2 separate regions of the Ovis aries genome follow, and region 2 is linked to region 1. A link is a contact called in public Hi-C data. All regions are on one chromosome and are shown on one strand. The core of a region is the stretch at or near the end of the contact, and the rest is flanking DNA. Distances in the headings are between cores, read along the strand shown. Region 1 overlaps ARHGEF3 (Rho guanine nucleotide exchange factor 3). Region 2 has its middle 3.8 kb from the start of TASOR.

Region 1 (5,491 bases), core at 2,030-4,529:
GTTACGCCCACCCTCGGGTTTCGCCAGACGCAACTTATTAGCAGATTGTATTTGAGCACTGGAGTCTATGAGAGAGGCATGAATCACCAGCACAGTGGATTAACTGTAAAAGAAACACACACAAACTGGAGGCATCCCTGCCACCCTGAGACCCAGCAGCAGGCAGGAAGTGCAGGGCGTGGACCAGGCCTGGTCTTGGGAGACGGACAGATTTGGGACTAGTCCTGCTTCAACCTACAAAAACTTCCCAGGGCCCTCAGAGTGAATCCTCCTTTGCTTAAAGAGCCCTGCCACCCTCAGTCAGCCCCCACTGGCCACAGCTCATCCTCGCCCCTCCCCGTCTTATCCTCTCTGCTCCAAGCTTCACAGTGGGGATGCTGGGCCCTCACCTCCCACCAACCCCCACAAGCCTGGACTTTCCCTGACCCTGGTCTGGCCCCACACCCTGACCCTCCCTTCCACACCACCCTTTCTTAGACTTACTTATTCCACATCTGTTTCTCAGAATTCTATACTGTGAGCTGTGTGTGGGTGGAAACCATGCCATCCTCCTGAGGACCTGATCCTCAGCTCCTAGAGCAGCACCCGGGGCCTGGAGGGGCCAAGGTGAATAGATGGAAAAAAAGAGAAAGAGATCTTCGCTGCATTTCTCAGGAGCCTGAGCCTCAGTTTCCACACCTGTAAATGGGGATCAGACCCCACGCTGTAGGGCGATGACAGCGTGTTCTGTCTTCCTGCTCTGCAGCCTGTCTTTCATTTTATTTCACTGCCTCATTTTAAAAAATACACTTTTACATACAAAGTCACTCTTTGACGTGCAGATGTGAGTTCTGAAAACATTCGCAGGTGTATGCCCACCCCCACATAGACACAGAGCTGCTCCATCACCCCCAGAGTCCTTCATGCAGCCCCTTTGTGATCTAACCCTCCTCCCCACCCCAGTTCCTGGCAACCATTGATCTGCCTTCTGTTCCGATAATTTTGCCTTTTCCGAAACATCACGTAAGTGGGATCACACGGCACGGCACCTTTTACGCCTGGCTCCCTTCCCTCTGTGCAGAGCGCCGGGAGTCACCTGCGGTGCTGCGTACAGCGGCGGTTCCTTCCTTTTTATTGTCTTCTCCCCAAAGGAAATCTCTTCACTCAACCGAAAACAACAATGGCCCTGCGCCTTCTACATCCTTTGGCAATGTAGCCACCAGTGTTCTAGAACCATTACAGCCTGGGAGGTAACAGTGAATCGGGACCCAAGATCACCCTTCCTGGCTGTGTCTGTAACCCAGATTCTGAGCTCTGTGCACATCCCCCCATAGCCTCTTTCTGAGGTCGCTCATCTGCAGAATGGCCAACAATACCCAGACTTCCTCAAAGAAGATGCCCAGCTCAGGCTGCTGGCTCAGAGAGCATAGTACCACCAGGGGCAGGACTGGCTGTCAGGAGATGGCTGACAACCTGGGGTGCTATTTCAGGGCAGCAGTTGCGGGGTGGGGGCAGCTGGCTGTCCAACCTCTTGGGAAGAGTGAACAGGTGAGAAAGAAGTGGAGGCTGAAGAGAGGATGAACACTCCTGAGAACACTGGTAGGAAAATGAAAGAGAAAAATAGGGTGGTGGCAGCTGTCACAGTATTAGTAATGATCATCACAGTGGCCCAGGGACCACGAATGCTTACACTTGGGTGAAGTGATGTTTACAAAAATCCTCTCATATAATCTGCACAAGGTGATGGGCAGGTTCTGGTAACATTTCATCTCACGGTTGAGGAGCCTGGGGCACAGGGAGCATGCACAGCGTGCCAGCAGGTGGGGAGGCTGAGCTCGGACTCCGGTTCTCACCCTCCTAGCCTCGCCTTTGTCTCAACTAGAGCTGAGCTGAGCTGCTGGTGATGTGAAGGCTGGGCAGGAGCCAGGGAAGGAAGTGTGTGGCACAGGACGGAGGCAGGAGGGAGGGAGCCACTGGAAAGGGAACCGGAAGAGGAAAGGACCCCAGGGTGCAGGGGGATAACGCCTCAGGGCATGCTTGTACCTCCAGGCTGGTGCACCAGAGGTTTGTTTTGTTCTTGCAGCAGTAGAACCTGTGTGTCAAACCTGGTTATATTCAAAACCCAAGACATAATACACCTGGTAAAAGCAGAGCGGCTCTACTTGAAGGGACTGAGGAGGAGGAGGAGGAGGAAATAGACCCACCAACCTCCCCCACCCCTACACCTCCACTGTGGTGGACTCAGGACTCCTGAGGGCTCCACTCTCGGACGCACGCTCCCTGAGGGCTGGCTCTCTCTCCTTCCTCCCTTTTTCTTTCAAATACTCAAATAACAGCACATTCAAAACTAACATTAGCCAGAGCTGCACTGTAGCATCTTGTGTCTGCACCGTATTGGGATCCAACTGGGACTCAAGAAAAGAATAAGTATGGACAACACCTGGGCAGGGTCCAATCTGGATCCTCCCTCACCAGCAAAGTGCCTCTCAGCAAGTGTCGGACCGTCACCAAGCCTCAGAAGCCCCAGCAGTTCCACCACCTCTTGGGATTTTAAGAGAGGTGAACAAGTGGACATGCGTAAGAGCTCTTAGAACAGCGCTGGTTAGAGTGCGATAAGGGTTACCTATTAATTACATCAATAGGATTAAACGTGTGATGGGGGGGGAGGAAATCCAGTGGAAGGAATTACAATGTCCCCATGGAAAGTACAACGTTCTGCATGACCCAAAGCTGTTCCCTCCTAGGACTGGCCTGTGAGTGCTCTGGTTTTTGTAACCATCTCTATCAGTTCTGTACCACTGGGAGGAAGGGCCTGGACAATGGAGGTGCGAAAGTCATGAGACTGGCAAGGAACGCTCACCTGGAGCCAAGTATTTATTAATTGCTGTTAATGCACCATTCTGTGCCTGGAGAATCCCATGGACAGAGGAGTCTGGACAGCTTCGGTCCACGGGCCGCAGAGAGCCAGACATGACTGAAGAGACCAACGCACACCCACTCTGTGCCCTCTGCCCCATTTCTGTCTGAATCTGTGCTCTAAGAAGCTGGGAAAAAACATCTTCCTCTTAAGAGGCTTCAAATACTCAGACAACAGTAGACAGATTTTAAAATAACAGGACAGATGTTGCAGCTCTAAAAGAGGAAAGTTCCCTCCATGAGAATGTAGAGTTGTATTAGAAAGGGCTGGAAGTGAATCTTTTCCAGGACTGACTTTTCCATGAGAGAACAAGACTCCTGCCTCCACCAAAAGAAAGTCAGCACAGTATGTGGGTGAAGAGTGCCCTCTGCTGGCCAGCAATGAGAAAACCTCAGGGGTTGCGCAGGGATTGGGGTGGGTGAGGGTGGGCGGGGCGAGTCTCAAATACCCTATGTAGCTCTTTTTTTTTTCCTTTTGTCTTCTTTCCTTTCCTGTCTTTTTAATTAATCTGAATTGCAAACAAAAATGCTTCCTTTCCTAAAAGGAGAAGAACAGAGAGAAAGAACAAGGTCAAAGAGAATTTCCTTCCACTCCTCACTTAACGTTTTCCTGCTTGGAGCACATGAATGTCACCTAAAAATGGCCCCTGTGGAACGTGAGTCTTCAGGTGGTCCACAGCACCATCCCATTTCCATCCTAAGACCTGAGCAGATTGCAAATTTCACAGACAGACACCCTGACTCAAAGCCACCTGACTCCTCCCAGGAACTCTGGCGGGGGTGGTGCGCAGGGGGTGTGTGCGGCGGCGCGGGGCGGGGGGCCGGGGGGGGGGGGGGCGAGGATCGGCTTGCAGCTAAGGAGATCCCAGTGGCATGGAGGACAGGTTGATTCTGGCTCAGACCCAAATGACTCTGGATGGCCTGCTCTAGAATCCGGGAACCTTTGAAAAATACACCCTCCCACCTCAAGACTAGACCACAGCTCTCTGCCAGGCTGCTCCCCACAGCTGGGGCCCCCACAACCTCACTCTCCAGCTGGAGCATCATCCCCGCTCTCCCCCAAGCCTGACCCTGCAGGTGAGTTCTCACCCTCTGGGTTGAGTGCTCATTCAGAGCACCAGAGCCCACCCGGCAGAGCGTCACTGCCCCTTCAGCATCACTCACAGCTGTGAGAAAGTCCCCACTGAGCTCCCTTCTCCGTAAGAATAATAGGAACTGCCATTGACTGGAGGCCCACTAAATGCAGAAATGTGACACATACCACTTTAAAAGAATCCTTCTGACCTCAAGAGACCCCTTGAGCACCTCTGGGGGGCTTTGCTTTCTGAATGAAGGGCAAGAGCTATTTAAAACTTGAGGCTACCAGGCTTCTTGTCCAACCACCTAAGGAATGACTTGGTCCTGTCTGCCTTCCTCCCCCCCCCCCCCCCCCCCCCCCACCACCAGCCACCGTTATACAGTCTGAGTTCAGCAGTCTCTATGTAAATCAGAGGGAAGAGAGGCAGGATATGGAGAGATGAGGGAATACTGAGGGGGGTTGGGGGAGAGAAGTCTTCTGGAGTGCATACAGGGGGAGTCTAAGGGGAGGAGGAGAGAGATCTTAGGGTGCCTGCAAGGCCAGGTGAGCTGGGGACTGAAGGGAATGAGAAGAGAGAGGAGTTCCTAAGAAGGGCTGCTCTTGGGTATAAAATGGATCCCCTTTGAGTCTTCTTTGACAGACGCAGTAAAGAGGAGAACCAACAGACTTTGAACCTTTGGACATAGCAAAACCTGAGGTTTGGAGTGTTGGAAGCTTTGGTATCTGCCCAGGTTACACGCCAAGGTTCCAATGAGGAAACAGGCCGGCAGAGGGTCACCACCTTGCTAAGGCCCACGTAGCTCGTAAGGGCAGAGCCTCAATCCAAGCACATCTGCCTCCACTGCTCCTTCAGCGATGCTCAGGCCTCTGGGAGAAGGAAAAGACGACCACCTAACAGGCCAGGGGAGGGGCAGACATGAGACAGACCATGGCGACTGAAAACCTCCACAACGAATCGCACACTGTCAGTGATGTCAGAAGCACCAGTTCCTTCCCTTCCCTCCTGGTCCTAATCCCTGAGCTCGCCCTGGTTCTGAACACCCCTCCTCACTGCGAGATCCCTGACCTGCTGTCCTTTATTGCCCCAAACCCGATTTGGCAAGTGCCCTGCTACTAGCCTCCCGCAGGTCTGCACACAGTGTGCACTCTGACCCCAAACTCCTCCAGCGGGGTGGTAGTTCTGGCCCCAAACTCCTCCAGCGGGGTGGTGGAGGCACAATTTCTCACAGACATTGTTTCTCTCTCCTGGATTAAACACCCGGCCCTGTGTCTGCCAGGGCCTCCCTGGTGGCTCAGATGGTAAAGCGTCTGCCTGCAATATGGGAGACCCAGGTTCGATCCCTGGGTTGGGAAGATCCCCTGGAGAAGGAAATGGCAACCCACTCCAGTACCCTAGCCTGGAAAATCCCATGGACAACAGGAGCCTGGTAGGCTACAGTCCACGGGGTCGCAAAGAGTCGGACACGACTGAGTGACTTCACTTCCACTTACCTGCACCTGCCTGAGGAAGTGATCTTC
Region 2 (5,316 bases), core at 2,700-5,199, 250 kb before region 1:
AAAGAGCCGGACACGACTGAGCGACTTCACTTTCACTATATATATCAAATAGATAAACAAGAAGTATTTACTGTATAGCACATGGAATTCAATATCTTGTAACCTATTATAGAGAAGAATCTGTAAATCAACTACAGTTCATTTACTACAGTTGTAAATCAACTATATAGATAGATAAAATGTTGCAAGACAGAACAAATTTTAATAAAGTGAGAATCTGAAGCCAGGTCTATTTAGCTCTAAATAAAGTACTAGCCCTTGCCTTTTTTTTTTTTTTTAAACTTTTAACTGGAGGATAATTACTTTACAATATTCTATTGGTTTCTGCCATACATAAAAATGAATCAGCCATAGGTATACTTATGTCCCCTCCCTCTTGAACAACCCTCCCACTGCCTGCTTCTCTTAAGATCTAATATTCACAGCAGCTCTAGAGGTATCTTTATGCATTTTATATATGGAGAAATGAGGATTGACATTTTGCTCCATCTCCAAGCAGTAGGATCAGCATTGGGACCCATATCTCTATGCTCAAACTCCAGGTGTTGACTGACTAAATGTTTAATGATAATAAAACCCTGGGCCTTGCCGGTGGCTGCTGCTAAAAGAGCATTCCTAAGGACAATAGCAAAATTGGATTCCAATGTCCTGTGATAAATATATCTGTTTCACAGCTTATAAGAAAAGCTGCTCATGACTTGCCCAGCCTATTTGAATAAGCTCAGTATATCATAGGAAAGTGAGTATAATATAAAACAATTATTCTTCTTCGTAAATAGTTAATGTAAAAACATTTTAAAATACTGATAAAAATACTAGGGCCAAGCTGACACAAAAATGCTATGTTATTTTAAGTTAAAAGTTGCCCTCGAAGTTGGGAAGAAAAGGCTTTACTTGATAGTAGAGGCTGCAGGAGATCAGAAACTCAGGTGTTAGGATCTCTAAAAGGTAATTTTGTTGTTGATTCATTAATGTGAAGTCGCTCAGTTGTATCTGACTCCTTGAGACCCCGTGGACTATAGCCCACCAGGCCCCTCCATCCACGGGATTTTCTAGGCAAGAGTACTGGAGTGGGGTGCCATTTCCTTCTCCAAGGGATCTTCCCAACCCAGGGATTGAACCCAGGTCTCCCACATTGCACGCAGATTCTTTACTATCTGAGCCACCAGGAAGCCATATGCATATATCAACAGATACTCAGTATGTCCATGGGGCTGGGGGGTTAAGGGTAATACCAGTAATATATAAGGTTCTGAAGCAAGAGCTACCAAAGGTTAAAAGACATTAAATCTACATTGTCCCCTACCCTCAGTAACAGACAAAACACCACCGCAGAAATAAACTAGAGAATGGTGAGGTAGTATATAACTAAATATGCAGGGACCACAATTGCCATTTTACATTGAAAACAGAAAAAAAAAAAAAAAATCCAGTTCAACTCTTCATTTTAAAAATAGGAGGGACTTCCCTGGTGGTCCAGTGTCTTAAGATTCCGCACTCCCAACGCAGGGGCCCTGCTTCCATCCCTGGTCAGGGAATCAGATGAATGCCATAACTAAAAGATCTCTCAGGTTACAACACAGACCTGGCCCAGTGCAGCCAAATAAAACAGCTTTTAAAAATGCACCACTCAACTAAAAAAAAATACATTTTTGAAAGAAGGGAGAAGGGGAGAAATACATTAGGATTTCAGGATTTAAATATTCACACTATATAAAACAGATAACCAACAAGGATCAACTGTATAGCCAGGGAACTATACTCAGTATCTTATAATAATTTATCATGGAAAAGAAATCTAAAGTGTATGTATATACATACATATATGTGTATATACACATACACACACACATATATAGCTGAATCACTTTGCAATATACCAGAAACTAACATAACAATGCAAATCAAAAACATTTCAATATAAATTTTTAATTAAAACATTAAAAATATATATATAGAAAATCATGCTGGAAGCTGTTGTTATTACCCAATATTTCAACCAAGAGTGCAACAGCAGTATCTTAAAAATCATCCAGAAAGCCCACACAGAGATTCTAGAAGGATCCCTATGTTTCAGAACAGAGGAATTAGAAACTCCCTGATGCTGATCAAATCAACTAGTTTTATAGTTACAGAATTCACACATAAAAACAAAAGCATTAATAACAATACCTTTGAAGTGAACAAAGCCACTAAAAAGATTTGACTGTAATAGCAGTGTTTAACATTTGTAAACAATTTCATGTTTTGTTTCCAGGTAAAAGATGCTATTTGATGCTCACAAGTACCTGCTTCAAGCATACAGCTAGGAGACCGTTTTTTTTTTTTTAAAGCTTCCATTGATCAGCAGCAGGGAAAGATAATAAAGGCCAGTCAACCAACAAAATTCTATAAAGCAATTATCATTCAATTAAAAAGTAAATAAAAAATTTTTTAATCCACAAGAAAAATAAGGCCATTCAACAAAACCACCACTAATCCAACTCACAGAACCTTAAGGAGATTAAATCAGTTCAATTCATTCATTTTATGAATAAGGTCAGTGCTATAAACCTACAACTCCACTGCCTATTCAGATGCATTAAAGACATGAAATTGCCATTCTTTCCCTTATGCTTGAGCTACAAAAATAATAATTCTTCCACAGAGTCACCTTCTTTCCCCCCAAGAACTTATATTACTCACTGAGCAAGTATTTCCTGGGAGTGTCCCAAGGAAGTATAAGACCCTGACAACAAACTGGGTTGAAGTTCATCATGGTTAATGTCTGGGAGGAAAGACGTCCATGCAAAGAAGAGAAGGCACAAAAGGAATCCTCAGTTAGAAATAAGAATAAGCTTAGGGATGAGCTTGCATGTGAGTAGCCCTTCAGTTACACAGCTGACTCGTAACCACACATCTCAACTAAACCCAGGAGTCACGAGCTGTTACTAAGGTTTGTTTTGGTTTCATTTCTAAGATTTTTTTTTTAATTGAATATACTTCAATTGACCTACAACACTATGTTAGTTCCAGGTGTACAACATAGTGATTCGCTATTTCTATACATTACAAAATGATCACCACTTTTGTCATTTGAGTCAAACCCATCTAAGATTTCTGTTACACGTAATACCATGAATGAATCTCACAGGCATGATGTTAAGTGAAAATAAGTCAGACACAAGAGTATATACTGCATGATTCCATTCGCATGAAGTACAAGGGCAAGACAAAAATAGTCCATGATAATAAGTCAGAACAGTGGTTCCCTTATGTGTCTGTAGCAGGGAGGTGTGTGAGGAGGTACTGAGTCAAAGGGGATATGAAAGAATTTTTGAAACAATGAAAATATTCTACATCTTGATTTAGGTGATAGTTACAAGGGCAGTACATAAATATATATATTTGTTGAACTCTACATTTGAAAGTTGTGTGTTTTACTGTATGATGTTTTTCAGTTCAACATCGACAACCAGAAACGCTTCTGCAGGTTCTCATTACTCAAGGGACAAAGATAAGAATTCTTCCTGGGGCTTAGAGAGTCCTGCTAATCCTGACCCTTTTCTACTTTCCTCTCCACTCCTGTTCCCTAAGCTCCTGGGTGCTTCCCCCGTCTGGCCCCCTCGCTGGGCTCCCCTGGCCACGTGATCAGGCTCAGCACACACTGCTTCCCCAGTGTGGTGTGCTCTTCCTCATCCTCATGAGCGCCTCCTGAGCTTCTTTTGGCTGCAGCTTCACTTCCTTGTGTAAAATTCCTTGATCACCCTCCTCTCATTTGAGGTTGGTTCCCGCTGTGCTTTCACAGAACCTTGTTGTTTTCAGGCTGTTTACCTTTCACTTCCCTCAGTTTGTAATGACTCCCTCATTTGTGGAATTCTCTCTCTCGCCTCCCCCCGCCCCCACCCCACCCCGGCTAGAACCTATGTATAATCAGCTCCATGGGCTGAAGAGCAATGTCTGGGTTTGCTTACCATAATGAGCCTGGCGCAGTGCCTAGAACACAGTGCCTGGAACACAATAGGTGTTTATGAAATCTGTTTTGACTGCCAAGGGCAAAGTGGCTATCTAATCTTTTCTTTTCTGGCAAGAATTTCACATAACCTGATTTGGGTTTACCACATTAAGTGTTTACTGGTATATCTTGCTTTAAGCAAACTTCATTATATGCAAATGTAGACTCCCAAAATATAAATTCGGGTGTGTCTATCAAATGCCGTTGAAATGCCTTATGTAAATTCACAATGCCTTTTACTGCATTTGAGAAGACAGATGAACATCATTTGCCAAATCCAAGATTTGTTGAAATAAAAAGGATTTAATAATTGGGAGTGATTCTCCTGTATTATCAGCTGGGTGACCAGTAGAGTTCCAGGTATAAGATCGTTTACACCACTGCTGTTTCCATCTGAAGAAAGACAAGGTTATACTAACTTCACATGGTGGCTGGTGAAGTTTTCTAAGAAGAGGATGGTGCTAAGGACATGAGTTACACAAAGCCAAAAAAAAAAAAAAAAAAGAAAATCTCAAGAGCAAGTGGTATATTGCAAAAGTGCCAATAGTGGTGAAATGTGTGGAAAAAAAAATTCAAAGTGTTTTTGATTTTATGCTTTTATAATAAAGGAGAGCAAAAGAAAGTTGTAGGAATTCAGAAGGTTTAACACATCTCACTACTCAATTTGGAAGACTGTAAGCTTGAGGAAAAGGAATAATAATACAGGTATTTTACCATTCTTTCTCTCAACAAGTATTTCTTGGGACCCTATCTGCTACCAGGCCCTAGGTTGGGCTTCTGGGGATAGAGCTGAAAATAAACAGATGCATCCCGACCCTGGGTTTATAGTCTGGTGCTTTCCAGACTATAAACTCTTTAATCTTCACAGCAGTTGCCAGAGAAACATTGCCATGTTTGGCAGAGGAAGAAATGGTGGCTTAACTGTCTTGCTCGAAGGAATAGCTCCAATAAGTGACAGAGCAGGACTCGAATTTGTCTATCTTCTGACTCCAGTCTCCGGCAAGTAAATGAAATTCTACTTGCTTGTAGGCCTCTAGGAGCTCTAGTTTGTTAATCAAGGCTCTCAACAGAAATAAAGAAAAATTACAAAGTTACACCATAATACATTCCCATCACTCCCCTATGTGTCATTTTTATCCCTTGTTTGGTCCCTCTGTTATTCTGAATGAATAGGAACATGTGTGGATGTATGTGCATGCTCAGTTGTATCTGGATCTATGAGACCCCCATGGACTATAGTCCACCAGGCTCCTCTGTCCATGGAATTTTCCAGGCAAGAATACTGGAGTGGGCTGCCATTCCCTTCTCTAGGGGATATTCCC

The links. A called contact is a pair of places that touch in the nucleus more often than the background predicts.
Region 2: a Hi-C map of mixed tissues shows a contact between it and region 1, with 4 times the contacts expected there. The contact joins two enhancer-like sites. A contact is called at or near these places in 14 of 16 Hi-C or Micro-C datasets (blood, hypothalamus, liver and 7 more).

What each region holds. Positions count from the first base shown.
Region 1 is chr19:44,181,064-44,186,554 of ARS-UI_Ramb_v3.0, reverse strand. The region is part of intron 2 of ARHGEF3 (Rho guanine nucleotide exchange factor 3); the gene reads right to left. Among named protein-coding and RNA genes, the nearest start is that of ARHGEF3, 79 kb to the right of the region's middle. Within about 2 kb of position 3,279, at least 9 of the 54 cell types and tissues checked have an H3K27ac peak or open chromatin away from gene starts, as enhancers often do.
Region 2 is chr19:44,435,129-44,440,444 of ARS-UI_Ramb_v3.0, reverse strand. No RefSeq gene overlaps it. Among named protein-coding and RNA genes, the nearest start is that of TASOR, 3.8 kb to the left of the region's middle. Within about 2 kb of position 3,949, at least 12 of the 54 cell types and tissues checked have an H3K27ac peak or open chromatin away from gene starts, as enhancers often do.